Linked DNA regions of Mus musculus: region 2 is linked to region 1. A link is a contact called in public HiChIP or PLAC-seq data. All regions are on one chromosome and are shown on one strand. The core of a region is the stretch at or near the end of the contact, and the rest is flanking DNA. Distances in the headings are between cores, read along the strand shown. Region 1 overlaps Neo1 (neogenin). Region 2 has its middle 11 kb from the start of Gm39345.

What was found. HiChIP or PLAC-seq counts read pairs in DNA pulled down with a chosen protein or histone mark.
Region 2: a contact with region 1 is called in an HNF4G HiChIP or PLAC-seq map of pancreatic cancer cells. The contact joins two enhancer-like sites. A contact is called at or near these places in 8 of 39 promoter capture datasets (Sertoli cells, cranial neural crest, embryonic stem cells and 3 more), 4 of 484 Hi-C or Micro-C datasets (bone marrow-derived macrophages, cortical neurons, embryonic fibroblasts and 1 more), 14 of 115 datasets of contacts at active chromatin or transcription factors (bone marrow-derived macrophages, craniofacial prominence, differentiating embryonic stem cells and 6 more) and 3 of 9 other capture datasets (adipose tissue, embryonic stem cells and pancreatic islet).

What each region holds. Positions count from the first base shown.
Region 1 is chr9:58,976,146-58,981,236 of GRCm38.p6, forward strand. It overlaps Neo1 (neogenin), which reads right to left. Exons shown (of 28, transcript NM_001042752.1): 5 at 2,480-2,616. Among named protein-coding and RNA genes, the nearest start is that of Neo1, 58 kb to the right of the region's middle. Within about 2 kb of position 3,201, at least 40 of the 459 cell types and tissues checked have an H3K27ac peak or open chromatin away from gene starts, as enhancers often do. A contact at or near this core is called in pancreatic cancer cells, where this site is marked.
Region 2 is chr9:59,268,556-59,273,876 of GRCm38.p6, forward strand. No RefSeq gene overlaps it. Among named protein-coding and RNA genes, the nearest start is that of Gm39345, 11 kb to the left of the region's middle. Within about 2 kb of position 3,341, at least 73 of the 459 cell types and tissues checked have an H3K27ac peak or open chromatin away from gene starts, as enhancers often do. A contact at or near this core is called in pancreatic cancer cells, where this site is marked.

The DNA of each region.
Region 1 (5,091 bases), core at 1,951-4,450:
CACTGTAACACTTTTGCTGTTCATTCATCCATGATGAATTACTAAATTGATTCTAAGTCTAGCTACTTATGCGCTGTAACCAGCATGGTTGAGTAAACTTAGTTTTTTGACACAATGATTTCATTTCATCTGAACATACAGCCATAAAAAGAACTATTGGATCATACAGTAGTTCTACTGTGTGTGAGGTGGTATCCTATTGAGGATTTAATTTGAATTTCTCTAATGATTACTCACACAATCTAATGATTATTCATAGTTTTGGCTTCATATACCCATGGGCCACTTCTCTGTCTTCAGGAAATGTCTTTTCAGGTCCTTTGAACATATTTAAGCACTGGGTTCTTTTCTTACACTGAACTGAATTCCTTATCTACTCTAGATATTAACCTCTCATCAGATGTATAGTTTGGAAATATTTGCTCTCATTTCGTAGTAGTCGCTCCAAGATTCCTTCATCCTTTCTTGTGCAACTTTCTAATTCCATGAAAGCCTATTTGTTGTTGTTGTTGGTTTTTTTTTTTTTTTTTTTTGCCTGTGCTATTTATAAGTCACATAGAAAAGAAACCAACTAAAACACCTTTTAACCTTTCCAGAAACCTCATGCTTTCTCTCATTTCTCTCAGCAGCTTTACAAAGTCAATCTTAAGTCTTTAATCTACTTTGGGATGACTTTCATATATGATATAAGAGAAGGCTCCAATTTTAGTCTTGTTACAATTTATTAAAGACTACCCTCTTCGTTATTATTGGCAATCAGAAAAGGCAATATACATGGCTTTAAAATATAAACCTTAGAAGTCACGCATCATTTGTATTATACTCTCATTAATTCAAATAACTCAAAACCTACCTGAATTAAAGAACAAGAGACATAAACCCTAGCCCCCAAATAAGAGGGTTATGTGATGCTCAATGTGGTACTAGGAAATGAACTCAGGTCCCCTGGCATTTTCTGGAAGACAAGCTATCCATCTTTACTACCTGAACCAGCTTTCTTGTCCCTGCTTTTCTTAAGATACACTCTTCTACCCAAGATAATATTAAACATAACTCCATTTATTCTTTGTGTTTTCACATTTAGACCCAACTTCATTTTCTTCCAGTTGAAAGTCTACTATTCTTTTAATAGTTTAACACTTAATAATATATTATATATTGTTATATATGTGGGTGTGTGTGCACGCACGGGCCTATCTTTTCCTCCTTGAAAGTGAATTCCTGTATTTATATTTTAAATTGTATAATTGTAACCATTCCAGCAGAACAAAAATATTCTGAAGACAGATATTTGTCTGTAAAAACATATTCTCTTTGACTGTCAAACTAGTAAAAAAAAAATAGCCAAGACACAGAACTCCTCCAGAAAGCTCATTGTGAAGCTTGGTACCTTCCTCGGCTCTGAAGAGGAAGCTTCCGCCCAAGTAGAAATTTCGCACAGTTCTTAGTGTATGCCAGACTATCTGGCAGAAAAGAATGGAGCCCAGATAATGAAGGTCAGTAGTGAATGGCAGGATCCCACCTTAACCAGGACTGCTGAGTCATGCACACCACAAAACCCTAAAGTTTTGTCCATACCCATATGAAGAAAAGTTCCCACGAAGAGAAATAGTGAAGTAAAACCAGAAGCTAACAAGTATGAGAGATGTATTTAATTTGATGCTCCTAACAACAATTTCCGGGTTTGGGGGCATACATAATTCAGGACTTGAGAGGTGGAGGTCACTAGACTTCTTTATTTGTTCTTTGCATTATGGCCACTGAGTAAATCTTCTTTCTCTGCTTTTCACTGTTATTTTTCTCTTTAATTGGCCTGTTGAAGACAGGTGGCTAATCCTCGCTTGTTGGTGCTGCTAGGGTCAGGCTCTGATCCTGACAACTGTGGTCACAGTACTGCAATTAATAGTTGGACTTCATTCTTTTTTATTTCCTATTCTTGTGTCAATAACATGTTGGTCTGCAAGATGGTAAATTTTAATTATGTGAAACTTCTCTACAGTTTTCTCTAACAAACTCATTTCAGAAAGTGCTTTAACTGCTGAAGTGAAGAGGATGAGTTTAGATCCCAGAACCTACACAAACGTCAGGTGCACGTGGCAGCTCATCTGTAATTCCAGCCTTGGAAGGCAGAGACACAGAATCCCCACAGAAAGCTGGGTAGCAAGAGTAACCTCACCAGCAAGCTCTAGATTTGACTAAGAGACTCTGCTATCAGTCTCAGGACTAGACATGCACTCCCCAACATGTGCTCCTCAAACACATGTGAACATGCATACACACATACTGCATACACATATATGAAAAGAAAAATTTCTATTGCTGTATTTGTGAAATGCAGACTCAGAATTTGAATTCAAGTGATACGGTCTAGACGTTTGCATTTTAACGATTATGATGTACTGCCTTTCTCATATTACTGTTAATCAGTAGACCTGGACAGTAAACAACATTTTTAATTTCACAGTAAATATTTACATACCTTGCACAGTAAGCTCCGCCTGAGCTTCAACTGTCTTATTTCCATTATCAGCTATGCAAAAATAAGTCCCAGCATCATCCTCAGTGACATCACTGATCTCCAAGCAACCTCCTGCTAGCAAGACCAACCTGCCAGAGCTGGATTAAACACACAAACAAAACGATACATTTCAGCATGAGGAAAAGAATTCCTATGAGGCTTTTCCCATAATAGCACACAAACACTGTTATAGTGATGGCTACAAGCTGACTAAGATTAACAAAAAAATCATCAGAATTTAATTTGTTTGTTTTGCTCTTATTTTATATGCATAAATGCCACCGTGTACAAATAAATTTTCACAATCTCTGGCACTTCTAGCTATTCCCAAAGAGTTATTACTTTTATGACCAATTCAACTTCCTCCAGTGTATCGCTGTCTCCCTATTCTGGTCGCTTAATGGAAATTATGTATTTTAAAGTTTGCAACCAATCTAAGACCAACTTCACCACAGCTGCGCCATGATGAGATTACTAACAGGAAGAAAAATACAGAGGGCAAAATGTTAACTCAAGCAGCAAGTCACGAGGCGACGAGTCACGAGGTGACGAGTCATGAGGTGACGAGTCACGAGGCGACGAGTCACGAGGTGACGAGTCATGAGGTGGTGCCACCAACTGAAAGTTTCCTATGGTGACCTGGCTAGGAAATAGGAGGTGGGGATAGGGATGGGTTTGTATTTAAAAAAAAAAAAAAAAGACAGGAAGGAAAAGGGAAGGACAGATGCCACTGAGTAACTCCCAGGGTGTGTACTGGGCGCAAATCAGCCAACATCCATCACTCCATTTACAATAAAGATGATGAATACTTTCATAAATCTACGGTGATAGAAGCCTATTTACATAAAAAACAACAATCCTATAACAGAAATAATTGAAAATCAATATTCTCAAATTTTTCTAAAGTTAAAAAGTTTAGTTCATCTGGAGAATTATGAACTAGATCAATAGACAAAGATATCTGAACAAAGCAAGGAATATAAATCTACAGGTATGCAATTAAAGCAGCCACTTAAAGCTTTTTTTTATTTATTTCATTATTTTTTTAATTAGGTATTTATTTCATTTACATTTCCAATGCTATCCCAAAAGCCCCCCCCCCCTCCCCCACCCACTATTTATTTCACTATTGTTTCCAGGCTGGTGCTAACTAGAAATGAAGTCTTGAAAAGTGAAACTCTGAAGAATCCACTCCTGTACTTGATGGTCCTGGAAGCGTGAGCCAGCCATCACACCAGCCATCACACCAGCCATCACACCAGCCATCACACCAGCCATCACACCACCAAGCGTGAGCCATCACACCACCAAGAGCTGTAGTATGGTAAGCAAGCCCTTTCTTTGTCCCTGCACTCAGAACTACGGTCTTCTAAGAGAAGGTATTATCCAATCACTGACATATACTTTGTTGCTGCTCACCTCCTGCTTTAGCACTCATTCTTTGGGTTCCTCTACAAAACCATTTCCACATCCCTCATTCTATCTGCTTTTTTATATTAACATATACGAACAAATTTAAATGTTATCAATTCTAAGACATTTGTTTAAAAAAAAAAACCCTATAGTGATCTTGTGTGTTTGTTTTCAAAGATGTAATAAGGATGCCTAATGCTTACGATACCTTGTTTTTCTACATAGCCCAGCACTATTGAGATTTCTAGACATTTTCCCCTTTAATATTGAAATCTGAAATCTAAGTAATAAATTAGGCATAATCCGCCCACACTTCTCAGGTGCTGGCAAAAACAAAGACATTATGGATAACTACCTACATCCAACCTGAAGGACTTCTCTGTTTTATTACCTATTTCTGTTTCCTCATGTAACACTCAGTAATTCAGCCAAAAACACACTGCTGAACATTTGGCCTCCCCAGATAGAGAGGCCAGGATGGAGAGTGCTGACATCGCAATCTCCTTAAGTCTTGACGTTCTCTGAGGCAGTGACACAAGAAAGCAGCATTTCTCAGATTTTCCTCGACATACTCATAAGTATTTAAGTGCCTAGAGAACTAGAGGCAGAACAACCATGTACTTGTTCTTCAAAGTCTCCTGGTTTAGCCACAGAGTTCATAGAAATATTATTCACCATAATATATTCACGTTGGATTAAAAACCATTTGCTGTCAAAAAAAAAAATCTTCAAATAAAACTGGGGAAACGTGACTTTCCTACCATGATTTGTTTATATTGGTCACTTAGACTCTACCCTGAGAACTACCTTTCTATGAGAACAATTGTCTAATACTCCATATACAATATTAACCCCGTTCTGCCTCTCTCTAATCCCTGGAATACTGTATCTTGAGTTTCTTCAGAGTACTTATTATAACCTGACACATTGTATGTCTACTACTCTCTCATTCTTCTACTCTAAAAGCAAAAACTCTCTTTGCTACTTGGTTCTGAAGACCTAGGAATGTACCTCAAATATCATTCAATACTATTTGTTGAAGTCTTGCAGCAGTCACAGAAATTCTCCCTTCTATTCATTAAATAAAAATCATTCTGTACCTTAGTTATACCTTCATGGTGCTGTGGTGTGATGAACTACGTTTCATTCTAAGTGGGACC
Region 2 (5,321 bases), core at 2,091-4,590, 290 kb after region 1:
GAAGAGAAATGAAAATTGTATTGTTTACATAGCACAGAACCCCTGAATTTGGCAGCTTAAATGTATGCTGTTTATTACACAGTGACAAGAATTCCTCAGGGTGGTCCTGGCTTAGACGCTACAGTGAGAACGTCAGCTACCGGAAGCCCGGGCAGCTGTGGGAGCTGCATTCAAACCTACTCATAGCTCTTGGCCAGAGGTGTCAGTTCCTCTCCATTTGGCCACCCCCTGGGACTGCTCAGGACATTGCCACCCCCAGGCAGATGATGAGAGAGACAGGTGTTTATAAGCACAGGGACAAACACTGGCTAAGACATACCACCGTAGGTAACTGTGAAAGCCTGTGGCTATTGAGAGTGGGCTAAGATCAAAGCTATGGAGACGATAAAAGCCAACTTCTGTGTTGTATAGTTCTGCCTTCCTTTTTGATTTTAGACATTAAGGGCTGAGAGATGGCTTTGGGGTAAGAACATTTTGGGGACAAGCATGAAGATCTCAGTTAAGACTCACTCGGGGCAGGGAGAAGGGGGGACACTGGTTTGCTGAGGTGCTTCAATGGGTAAAGTGCAGGTAAGCCAGATGACCTGAGTTCAATCCCAGGGACCCATATGGTGGGAAGAGAGAACCAGTTCCTGCAAGCTGTCCTCTGACCTCTATCTATGTGCTGTGCTGAGCACACACAGCTAACAACTAAATGTAAATTTGAAAAATGTCTTGAAGCCATGCACACCCACCTGATGGGCACTGAGGGAACAGAGACAAGAGGATCACTCGGGCATTCCGGTCAGCAGCCTAGGCAGAAAGGCTTCAAGTTCCAGGTTCATTGAAAGACTCTCAAGAGATTAAGATGGAAAGTCACAGTGGAAGCCACCTGATGCCCACATACATACAACATATGTGCATGCATGAGTGCTCATAGATGCACACTTTAAAAAAAAAGTGTGTGTGGGGGGGTGAAGCTTAAATGAATTTATAATAGTTGTGTCCTCTGCAAAATGTATCCATGAGAGAAATGACAAAAGCAGAGGATTTAAAGTGGGTCATAAAACAAAACAAAACTGCAGAGGGTGACCAAAAAAGGTGATTTTAGGGACATCTATGTGGGTAGAATCCTGGCAAGGTAAAGATTATAAGGAAGCCCAAGATGTTCTGGAAACCCGATCTCCTCTTGCTTGCCCACTGACCTTGAGGAGGCAGAGGCTCCTTGGCTCCGCACAGCTTGTGACAGCCAGCTGCCTGATTGGGACTGACTGTGGCCTTTCCGATCAGATCTTCATAACCTAGCCAAGCCCAACCATTTGCTGCTCCCTAAGGCACCAGACCATTTTCCCAGTTCTCTCACACAGATGGCAATCCGGACAGCTCAGCTCTGGACTCCTTAACTTCAGGAAAGCATCTGCCCTCTGCTGGTGGCTCTATCAGGAAGTTGGCTTGTTCCAGCAGCTCCGGGCCCAATGGAGCCTCTTGAACGGTCTACCACACCTCCAGAATGATTGATGCCACCTCTAGGTAGAGGCAAGAGAAGCCTCATCCAGGGAACAGAGTGTTCCCATGTGTATAATCTATGCCTGTCCCGCAGTGGGTCCTAGTTCTTTGGGAATGAAGGGGATGAGACTGAGTCTTGCTCTGTAGCCCAGGTTGACACTGAACTCATTCTACGGCCCAGGCTGCCCTAGAACTGGAGATCCTCCTACCTTCCTCAACTTGCTGAGTTTTGAAACTACAGGTGTGTGCTACCCCACCTACTTCATTGGCAGTCCTTAGTGAGTACACACAGAGACTGAGATAAAGTCTCTCTCTCTCTCTCTCTCTCTCTCTCTCTCTCTTGCTCTCACTCTCGCTCTCCCCCCCCCCACACCCCGTTCTGTAGGCCATCTGCAGAAGCATGAGAACCTGAGTTCAAGTTCCCATGCCAAAGAAAAAAAAAATTTGGTCCTGCAATTGGGCTGAGACAGGAGGATTGCTGAGGTTTGCTGTCTGCCAACCTAGCTCCAGTTTCAGTAAGAGACTCTATCTCCCGGGGCTAAGGTAGACATTGATAGAGCATGCCCAATGTCCTCTGGCCATCCCATGCAAAATGCATACATGTGCACATACACCTCCTTCCCTACACATGTATATTTATCAGGAGCTTGTATTTTATATGATTTTAAGTTTACCAGTTATTGTAAAGGACATTACAACAGATATAGATGAGGTGGTGGGAGGAGCAACCCTAACTGGGAGGACCATCCTCCAGACATATTCCTGCTCACAAGCTTCTTTGGTGTTTTAAGGGAGGCTCCACTGCAAAGACACGAGTAATTGCATCATTGACCACTGAGAACCAACCATCCGCCTTCAGCCCCTCTCCTCAGCCCAGGAAACGATCCCTCTAATCCTATCTCAGTGTTTCCAGTGACCAGGCCCCACCCTGAAGCTACCAGCCATGCATTAGCATTCAAAAACCAACTAATAATAAAAACAAACAAACAAAAAACCCTTCCAGTTTGGAGAATCTGAGGATTTTAGGAGTCTTTGGCCAGAATATTTACAAAATTTAATAAATATTTCACCATATTTCAGAAATCCTTTACCTCAGAAGGCTGTATAAACCAAAAGAGACAAGAAGATGACTAGAACCCTGCCCAGTATTAATAGCCTGTCTAGTCCATCACGTTTGAATACATCTCCCAGGCAAGGTCACTCAGGGTCAAGGTCTTCTCTTTGATCTTGTCAGCTTCCACAGACAGGAGTGGTGACTGTAAACACATAGCTTCCCCCATTCACACACCTGGTAGGATTGAGCTAAACCACAATGTCCTTGCCGGCCTCTTCTTAAATTAATGTGGCATTGAATTTCAATTCGTCCCTGAGACTGACCTACTGAGCTTCCTTCCCTTCAGAGGCACCCAAACGATGCCTGCCTGTGGGAATCAACACTCAGCATTAGGTTTCCAGAAAGAAAGGAGAGATGGTTTGATTTGAGAGTTGAATTGTCCTTGAGGGTATGAGATTTATTAAGGATATTAATATTGCAGACAACATGACAGAGAGAACACACACACAGAGAGACAGAGAGAAAGACAGAGACAGAGAGAGAGAGAGAGGGAGAGAGAGAGAGCGAGAGAGAGAGAGAGAACCTTCAGTTCTACCAGACAATGTGTTTGTTTCTCTCTTTCAGTTTCTGAGGGAGGGGGAAGATCCCACACCATGAAGCAGCAAGCATGGTTAATAAATAGCCCAAAGGTCACAGCAGCTTGCTTATCAGGACTCCCTCGCAGCAGGTGTGAGGGTAAAGAGGCTGCAGGGGTGTGGCCTGTTTTCTTTGCAGCAGCAGTCTGTGGAAGGCCTGAGGTCCACCTCGGTCTAGCCTGTGAATTGTGCTTGGCAGTGGCACGCAGTGCCTCTCCTTGTTCCACTCCCATCTGGAGAGAGCGAGGGCACACGTCACAGACCAGGTGGCCTAGTTTCACAACAGAGCAGTGGAGTGGCCTTCATTCAAGGTTGTTAACCTCAAGTTTGCCATTTGGAGGAGCAGAGCAGCCCATCTCTCAGGACCCCGGGAATTCCAAAATCAAAGCTACAGGCTCCTCCTCAGGAATTATCCCTGTGTCCAGAACTTAAAGCTGCAACACTCAATCCTGTGACTGTCACTGGAGCTCTTAGGTCTGACTGTAGAGAGGCTCCAAAACCAGGTCCAGCCATACTCCCCAAAAATCAAATGGAAGGATAATAGAAACAGCAAAGGAAGAGCCACGCTGGGAAGACAGGGAAACTAAATGTCCTCAGGCCTGTCTTTGATCCCCGGACGCATGTAGGGAAAGAACTGGAGCAAGGAACAAGTGGGGTGTGTGCAAGGCCAAGAAATCTCAGTCAGACTGAGGTATGCTCTGCCCTTATTTTAGATCTGAGTCTCTGAATCCCTGTGGGCTCTGAGAAAGATGTGTGTGTTTGTGAGTGTGTGTGTGTGGTGTATGGATGGTATGTGTGATGTGTGTGTATGGTGTGTATAGTGTGCATGTGTGCGTGGTGTGTGTGTGTGCTGTTTGTGTGGTATGTGTGTGTGGTGTGTGTGGTATGGTGTATATGTGTGATGTATGTGTATGGTTATGGTGTGTGTATATGTGTGTGGGGTGTGTGTGTGCGTGGTATTGTGGTGTGCTGTTTGTGTGTGGTATGTGTGTGTGTGTTGTGTTGTGTATGTGTGAAGTATGTGTATGGCTATGGTGTGTGTATATGTGTAGGGGTGTGTGATGTGTGTGTGTATGTGTGGTGTGGTATGGTGTGTATGTGTGATGTATGTGTATGGTTATGGTGTGTAATAATGTGTGATGTGTGTGTGTGTGTGTGGTGTGTGTTATGTGTGTGTTCAGGTACGTGTTGGTTTTGTACCTCTGGAGGCAAGAAGAAAACCTTAGCCGTTGTTCCTCAGGCACTGTGGTCCTTGATTTTTGAAATACAGGCTCTCATTACCTGAGCTGAGCTGATTGGCCAATGAAGCCCAGGAAACCCCACTGAGAAGTCTGCCTCCAACTTCTCAGCTCTGGGATTACAATGGGATCAAACTCAGATCCATGCTTGCAACCACTCCACTGACTGAGCTATACCCCCAGCCCAAGGTGTTTTAAAGTGTGAAGGGTAGTCCAGTCCCCTGCGTCGGTGCAGCCCCCTCATGGGGTGTTCTGCCTGCAGATCTCTGCTCCTCAAAGCTTGCTGCCTTCAGCCATGAAAAGCAAGGATTACTAGCTTTACATGAAATTCTTTTATGAAAAGATCACTTTTGATTATGTATATGGGAAGATGTATGGGCATGAGAGTGCAGATGCTTACAGAGGCCAGAAGGGGGCATCTGATCTGGAACTGGGGTTACAGGCAGCCATATGGGTTCTGAAAATCAGACTTGAGTCCCCTGCAAGAGCAGTACTAGCTCTTAACCACTAGGCAATCCTGTCTTTTTGTTTTGTTTTGTTTTGTTTTGTTTTGTTTTGTTTTGTTTTGTTTTGTTTTGTTGGTTCCCCCCACCTCTAAGACTAAGTTTCTCTGTGTAGCCATGGCTGTCCTGGCTGTCCTGGAACTCACTCTCTAGACCAGGCCTTGAACTCAGAGATCTGCCTGCCTCTACCTCCAAGTGTTAAGATTAACAGCATGTGAACCCACCATCTGGGATTTAAATGTATAGTTTATTTTTATTTTATGTTAATTGGTATTTTGCTTCTATGTATATCTGTTGGGTCCCCTAAAACTTGAGTTACAGACAAGAGCTGCCATGTGGGTGCTGGGAATTGAACCTAGGTCCCTTGGAAGAACAACAGCACTCTTTTTGTTTGTTTGTTTGGTTG